Regions from separate parts of the Triticum aestivum genome. Here region 1 is linked to region 2. Evidence: chromatin contacts called from public Hi-C data. All regions are on one chromosome and are shown on one strand. The core of a region is the stretch at or near the end of the contact, and the rest is flanking DNA. Distances in the headings are between cores, read along the strand shown. Region 1 holds the start of LOC123079497. Region 2 holds the start of LOC123136550 (DYRK-family kinase pom1).

Evidence for each region. A called contact is a pair of places that touch in the nucleus more often than the background predicts.
Region 1: a contact with region 2 is called in a Hi-C map of leaf, with 2.3 times the contacts expected there. The contact joins the promoter of LOC123079497 here to the promoter of LOC123136550 in region 2. A contact is called at or near these places in 2 of 5 Hi-C or Micro-C datasets (both in leaf).

Annotation. Positions count from the first base shown.
Region 1 is chr1B:528,857,413-528,860,658 of IWGSC CS RefSeq v2.1, forward strand. It overlaps LOC123079497, which reads left to right and starts at 1,984. Exons shown (of 2, transcript XM_044502274.1): 1 at 1,984-3,246. The coding sequence starts at 1,984. LOC123136575 (selT-like protein) reads left to right here. Exons shown (of 4, transcript XM_044555986.1): 3 at 286-601; 4 at 1,212-1,599. The coding sequence ends at 1,328.
Region 2 is chr1B:528,511,812-528,515,049 of IWGSC CS RefSeq v2.1, forward strand. It overlaps LOC123136550 (DYRK-family kinase pom1), which reads right to left and starts at 1,929. Exons shown (of 8, transcript XM_044555962.1): 1 at 1,522-1,929; 2 at 686-1,264; 3 at 29-269. The coding sequence starts at 1,780.

The DNA.
Region 1 (3,246 bases), core at 734-3,233, 350 kb after region 2:
TGTATCAGAGGATTGTTGGCACAACTGAGCTAGCTCTGCTCTCTTTTACGCTCTTTTGGCCTTCATTATATGACCCGCAGTCGTGAGCACCACTACATTGTATGGGGCTTTACTTGAACCTGTTTCCTTATCTTGAGTTCCCGATATTACTTGAAAAGGACATCGTATGACATAGGATTAAGTTAGTATGCGATGCCATCATATTTCATCCTCTCCTATAAATACTGTATATATTTTGCTTTGCACGTACAGGTTAAACTAAAAACTTTGACTTCCATTTTGCAGGGGAAATGCAATGACCATGAAGCGCATGCTGGAAACATCATTTCCTGGCATTAATGTTTTCTTGCATAATTATCCGCCAGCTTTCCCCAAGCGGGTACTGAGCAAAATCATGCCAGTTATTCAAGTCGGAGCCATTGCAACAATAATGGCTGGTGACCAGATTTTCCCCAAACTTGGCATTACTCCACCTCCATTGTTTTACTCATTGCGTGCCAATAGATTTGGAACCATGGCGACAATTTGGCTCATTGGCAATTTTGCCCAGTCTTTCCTACAAAGTTCTGGTGCCTTTGAAGTTTACTGCAATGGAGATTTGGTATGTTTCCTACATCAGACACACCATTCTCTTTCACTTCTTAACACATAAATTGCTTTCCTGCATGCTTGCATCATAAATTAGGCTTCATGAGATTCTAGTGTGCGCCCTTTCTCTTTCACTTCTGTTAGCACATAAATTGCTTTTCGACCCACTTCTTTTGACTACAAGTTCATTATATTGAAGGATTACTTCCACAAACAAAATATCACCCTTTTGCCTTGCTGTTTTATCACAGAGATGCTATCTTCCATAAACCGCTAAATGGATAAGGCTTGCTTTACCAACATGACTTGAACAGTAATACACTTATACATTTCTCTCGCTGAAACTTGTTCCACCTTCTCAGGTTTTCTCGAAGTTAACACATAAATTGCTTTTCTACCCACTTCTTTTGACTACAACTACAAGTTCATTATATTAAAAGATTGCTTCCACAAACAAAAAGTCACCCTTTTGCTTTGTGTTATCGATGTTCTTTTTCTCATGAGATTCTGTTGCTCTTCCTAGAAAAACTGCTACATGGAAAAGGCTTGCTTTACCGACATGACTTTAGCAGTAATACACGCATATATTTCTTGCTTACTGAAACTTGCTTCCACCTTTCCAGGTTTTCTCGAAGTTAGCCGAACAGAGGTTCCCTAGCGAGTTTGAGCTGCGCGATCTCATCGGCAGCAGGCTGCCACCTTCTCCATTCGGGAAAAACATGGGAAACGTCTTGTCTTAGTCGATGATCTCAGGAAGAATATCGTGCGCAGGACCGATTTATGTCTAGTTCTCTACTAAGGTATTTTATGGTTAGCTAGCTGATGTCGATCCTATCGAAACTCCACAGCTTGCCTGTAAACACTAGCTTCCGAATATGTGTGTGGTTTGTAAATGCCCTAAAAAATAACTTGCACGAGACAGTGACTGACAGTGCGATAATGCTGTATGAACACCTCCCACTATAATCGTGATTGCCTGATGCTGCTATGCTACTGGCAAAGGTCTGAAAATCTTCGCACTGAAGTTTAAGTCTTGTTTATTTTTTGGAGTAAATTCTTCTTGTTTGTGCTTGTTTTCTCAGTGGGTCATGTATGTTGATTCTTTGCATGCATCGTGCCGCTCGGACTACTGTCCGATTCATCGCAGAATTGACATTTAGACGAATGTGTACAGCCCATGGGCTACTTTGAACTCGCAGAGTATTTTGGCGGGAGTAGGAGTTAACGAATTTTTGGACTCTGGAAAAAAAAAATCTGAAACGTGAGTTAATGAATTTTTGGACTTCGAAGTTCGAACTCACCTTATCTTGTCGTCTTCTCTGCGAGACCATGGGCTAGACAGCTAGACGGTACCCGCTCCTTTGTGCACCAAACCCATGGGCCAGCCAGAGACGCATGGACCGAGTCCATGTGCACCAAACCCCCTCTTTCCCATCCACCACAGATCGCTCACGTCACGGCCAGAAGGACAAAGCTGCGCAAAACCCTGCCCCTCTTCGCCTCCAGATTCCAGAAGCAAGCAAGATGCTCCGACGCGTCGCCGGCGCCGCCGCGGCGCCCCTCCGACGCTGCCTCTGCATGGCGGCCTCGCGCCCTCCCTGGGCCCTCACCTACAGGATGGCGGCGCTGGGCGCGTCGGGGGCGCCGTCGCCGGCCGCGCGCGCGTCCTTGGACCTCCACCAGCCCCCCTGCGTCTCCCAGCTCTCCGTCCCCACCCACCTGGCCGACGGCATGGACCTGGCCGCCGCGACCATCCAGGCCGCGAGCTGCGACGGGCTCCTCCTCCTCGACTTCGCCGACACCGGCGACTGGCCCGAGGCCATCCGCGACTGCGGTGGCAGCAGCAAAGCGATGCCCGGATTGGCCGCGTGCGCCGCCGCCGTCGATCCGGGCGTCAGGCGCTTCGTCTGCAACCCTCTCAGCGGCCAGCTGTTCCGCCTCCCCGTCCCCAGCATGGATGCCGCGCTGACGACCACGCCCTTCGGCCTGCTCACCCAATCCGACGACCCCCACGGCCCGCCTGACAGGTTCGTGGTCGCTCAACTCTGCCTCCGGGAAAGGGACGGCCAAAGGGTCGTGCGCCGCTTTCGGTCCGAAACAGGGGAGTGGGACGAGCCGCCGCTGTTCGTCCCGTCCGCGGCCCCGGCTTGGCGCCCAATGCCGAACCACGAGGTGGTGGCGTTCGGCGACCGGCTGTGGTGGGTCGACCCTTTCTTTGGTGTCTTCTCTGTCGACCCATTCAGCGATCGGCCGGAGCATGGCTTCGTCGCGCTGCCGCGCTCGCTGCCCAACTTTGACATGGACGCGCCGCTCATGCTGTTCCGGCTCTTGGGTGTCAGCGAGGGGAAGCTGCGCTATGTCGAATTGACCACCAAGGAGCCGTTTATGCTCTACTCGTTCTCGCTCGACGACGAGGGGTCCTCCTGGAAGCTAACACATGAGAAAAGATTGAACCTGGTCTTGTCTGACAAATCCATACCTAGGGAATGTGAAATGCCGTGGATTTCTGCAATTGATCCATTCAATGCCAACATTTTCTATTTCACACATGGTGACCTTGTCTGTGAACTCGACATTGATAAGGGGGAGACTGGGAGTAGTTCTTTTCCAGACAGCATCACCTCTCGGAGCTACAGCTCTGCCTTCTTTGTGCCTGTA
Region 2 (3,238 bases), core at 679-3,178:
TAAATAGAAAAGGTATTGGATAGTGAACCTGTTCTTCCGGTGGAAAATCCTCAGCTCAAATTCCTCATATTCTTGATGAAAAATAGAGCTTGCAAGATCAATCTCCGTTTTCGGACCTTCATCGATATTATGAGCAGCATTTTCAACATTTGTATCCGCTGGCCCGAAGTCCTCCATCCCATAAATATCTTCAGGAATACTAATCTCAGGAAAAGGGTGCACGCTGTAACTATCCTTTAGAAATTCCTTGTCATCGACAATTTTGTCATCTGTTATAAGGTCAATATTTAGTTCATCTTTTACTCTGAAGTCATGGTTAAACCTATGGTCTGAAAGAGATAAATAAAGTCAGAATGGAACCAACTAGTACACAAGCAAAAATAAATAAATTCACTTCATATGAGGACAACGAATTTTGGAATTACAAAGGTACGCGAATCTGGATCAACCAGAAAAACTACATCATATCAACCAGCAAAATCACATCATAATTCAAGTCCGTTCTGGGTTCGTAATTTAAGCATATACCAATGTTCTAAAATTGCGACAGTCAGGTGCTAGTACAAAATATAATCTCTTCAGAAAACAATCCAATCACAGAGTGAATCGTTTCAAGCTTGTTAAAGAATTTTGCCAAACATGACAAATGATCCTGAGGAATGTGAAAGGGGGCAGAAGCACTTACTGTTAGCAGCATTTGCGTCTTCAGACAAGTACGGACTGAGCATCTGAAGCTCCTTCTCCAGAGCACTGAGATCAAACTCCTGGTCATCTCCACTCCTGGAATCCACCAACGGACCGCCCTTGAGCGTGGCATCGTCATTCACATTGCGCCTGAACTGGTGCGCGTCTGCACCGCACTCATCAAGCACCTCCGTCAGGTCGTCCATGATCTGATACCTCCCGTACACAGCAGACCAAGAATCCCTCACAAACTCCCGACCATTCTTGTGATCCATTTCCCCGTGGCAGCAACTGCAGGGCGGTTTCGTATACGCCGCTGCATTGCCCTTGCTGCGCTCGTGGCGTCGGCTGCGGTCGTCGCCAATCTCGCCGACGTTGGGGTCAACAATGAACTTGTCCTCCTCGTCGCCGTCGCCGCTCTTACCACTGATCTCCGGCTCGCGGTGGAACAGGTGGTCGTCGTAGAGCCAGTTCTCGCCGAAGAAGAGGTCGGTGGTGTCGTACTCGCGCGCCGTGCCGAACTCCGACGCCTCCGACGGCGCGCGTGGCGGCGACCACACCCCGTAAGGATTCAGCAGCCCTGATCTCCAAGCGAAACAGCCAAACCGAAACAGAAGCGACAAAATTCGGATCAGAATTCAGAACTCGAGCAAAAGCACACACGCGAGCTTGAAGCATGCATCTCCCGTTGACGCGCGGAGATCGAGATTCACAGCGGCAGCCAGTCAATCACACGCCCCGCTCTCGGGAGGCCGGCCGCGCGCGCCGAGGACCAGGAGGGTTCAGCACACTGGGGAAAAACTAGTGGACTGCGTCTCGTGCAAGCACGCAGTGTACCTGAAGGCGTGGAGGTCGTGCTGAGGAAGGCGTCGGAGGAGGAGCTGGAGGCAGGGCTGGCGAGCGCGGCCCCGGCCCCGTCGGAAGCGGAGTAGGAGGCGCCGAGCCGCAGCGGCGGGAGGCGGGGGTCGTCGGAGTCGGTGGATTCGTCCCCGCGCCTCCCCGCGTGGACGCCGTGCCGCAGCGCGAGGCCGTGGCCGGCGTCGGCGGGGAACCCCAGCCCCACGACGCCGACGGCCTCCTCCGCGCCACGCGCCATGGCCAGTGAATCACTCGTGCGCCCGCCGCTGACTCCGCGCCGCCACCAACACCATTTGAAGCGAGGCGAGCGGGTAGCGCGGCACGCGACGCGACTGCGACGAGAGCGAAGCAAAGCACCGAGAGACTGGACAGCACTAGCAGGACAGGGGCGAGGGCCGCACGGGATCCAACCAACACGCCCGCACACGACAGCGCCTTCTCGGGGCGGGCCGTCCCGCTGACGGGCGGGGCCCGCGGGCCAGCGTGTCGATGTCGGCGTCGGCCCGGGTGCCGCTGTCGTCGATGGGCGCCGCGGTGGGTGGTCTGGTGCGCGCGGCCTGCGATCCGACGTGGAGGGAGCGGGGCCGTCATTATTGTCAGTCGCTGTTGCGCTGGACGCCCCCGCCCCTCTCGCCCCGCTGGGTGATCCGGATCCTCTGCGGCGCGCGGCGCTCGTGACGGACACGGCGGATCGGCCGATCTACCACTCCTACCAGGTAGTACTACTACCAGGCACCAGCGTCCAGCGGCAACGACGTCAGATCTATCTGCCTGCCGTGGTAGGGCAGGCCGGCCTTCCCTTCGCAGCAGAGCAGAGCACCTTTCTTTCCCGGGCCTACCGTTGGAACCGCACCTGCTCCGGCTTTAGCGAGCAGCTGAGAGCATAATTGCGCTCTCGCCGGGCCGTGCGATCGTACCACCACGCCGGAGCGGAGCGGCCGTGCGATCGTGCACTGGCTGGTTACCGAATGGATCAACGAATGATGCTTCTGCATAATTGCACGAAGTTTCTCTTCGGTTTGGTAGATGAGCGTTACGGGCTACTAGCTCGCAGTGGGGCGCGTGGATTTTGTGCGATCGAAGAAAGAAAAAGGCTACAGTAGAGGACTGGTTGACAGTGCAAAACGGGTCGCTGGATGAGATGAGTGAAGCTCTGCGACTTGTTTGTTTACCACCTGAAAAACATGGCGGGCGCTTCAATTTTTTAGTCTCGTCTGGTTAGGCGTACCGTCCAGTAAAAACGACGTCGCACTGGAGACTTCCTTGTCATGGTAGTTCGGGGACTGACTAGGAGTATAGTAGGGTGAAAACAAAAGAAACGTGCTTAAATAAAGGAAGTAAAAGGAAAGGATTGCGTTCGTGCTGTTTGTACGCTTAATGATTGCAGTTACAGAGAGTCACAGATGTGATCTTAATTGACGACCGCTGGAAAAGCGATTTATAAAAGAAGAAGAACGTCCCAGCGAGCAGTTCATGTCCTCTTCAAGGTCTGGTGATAACGCCAGTAAATACTGGCCTCATCTATGCTCCTCTTTATTTTTATTTTTTTAGAAAAGAAGGATGACCCCTGGCCTCTGCATCTGCATCTGGACGATGCATACGGCCACTTTATTAATTATTCTCAAAAGACCTTACAAAGACATATAACAGCAAGACTAAAGCCATTGTCTAAGCAACAACTGTCGCTACACCTATC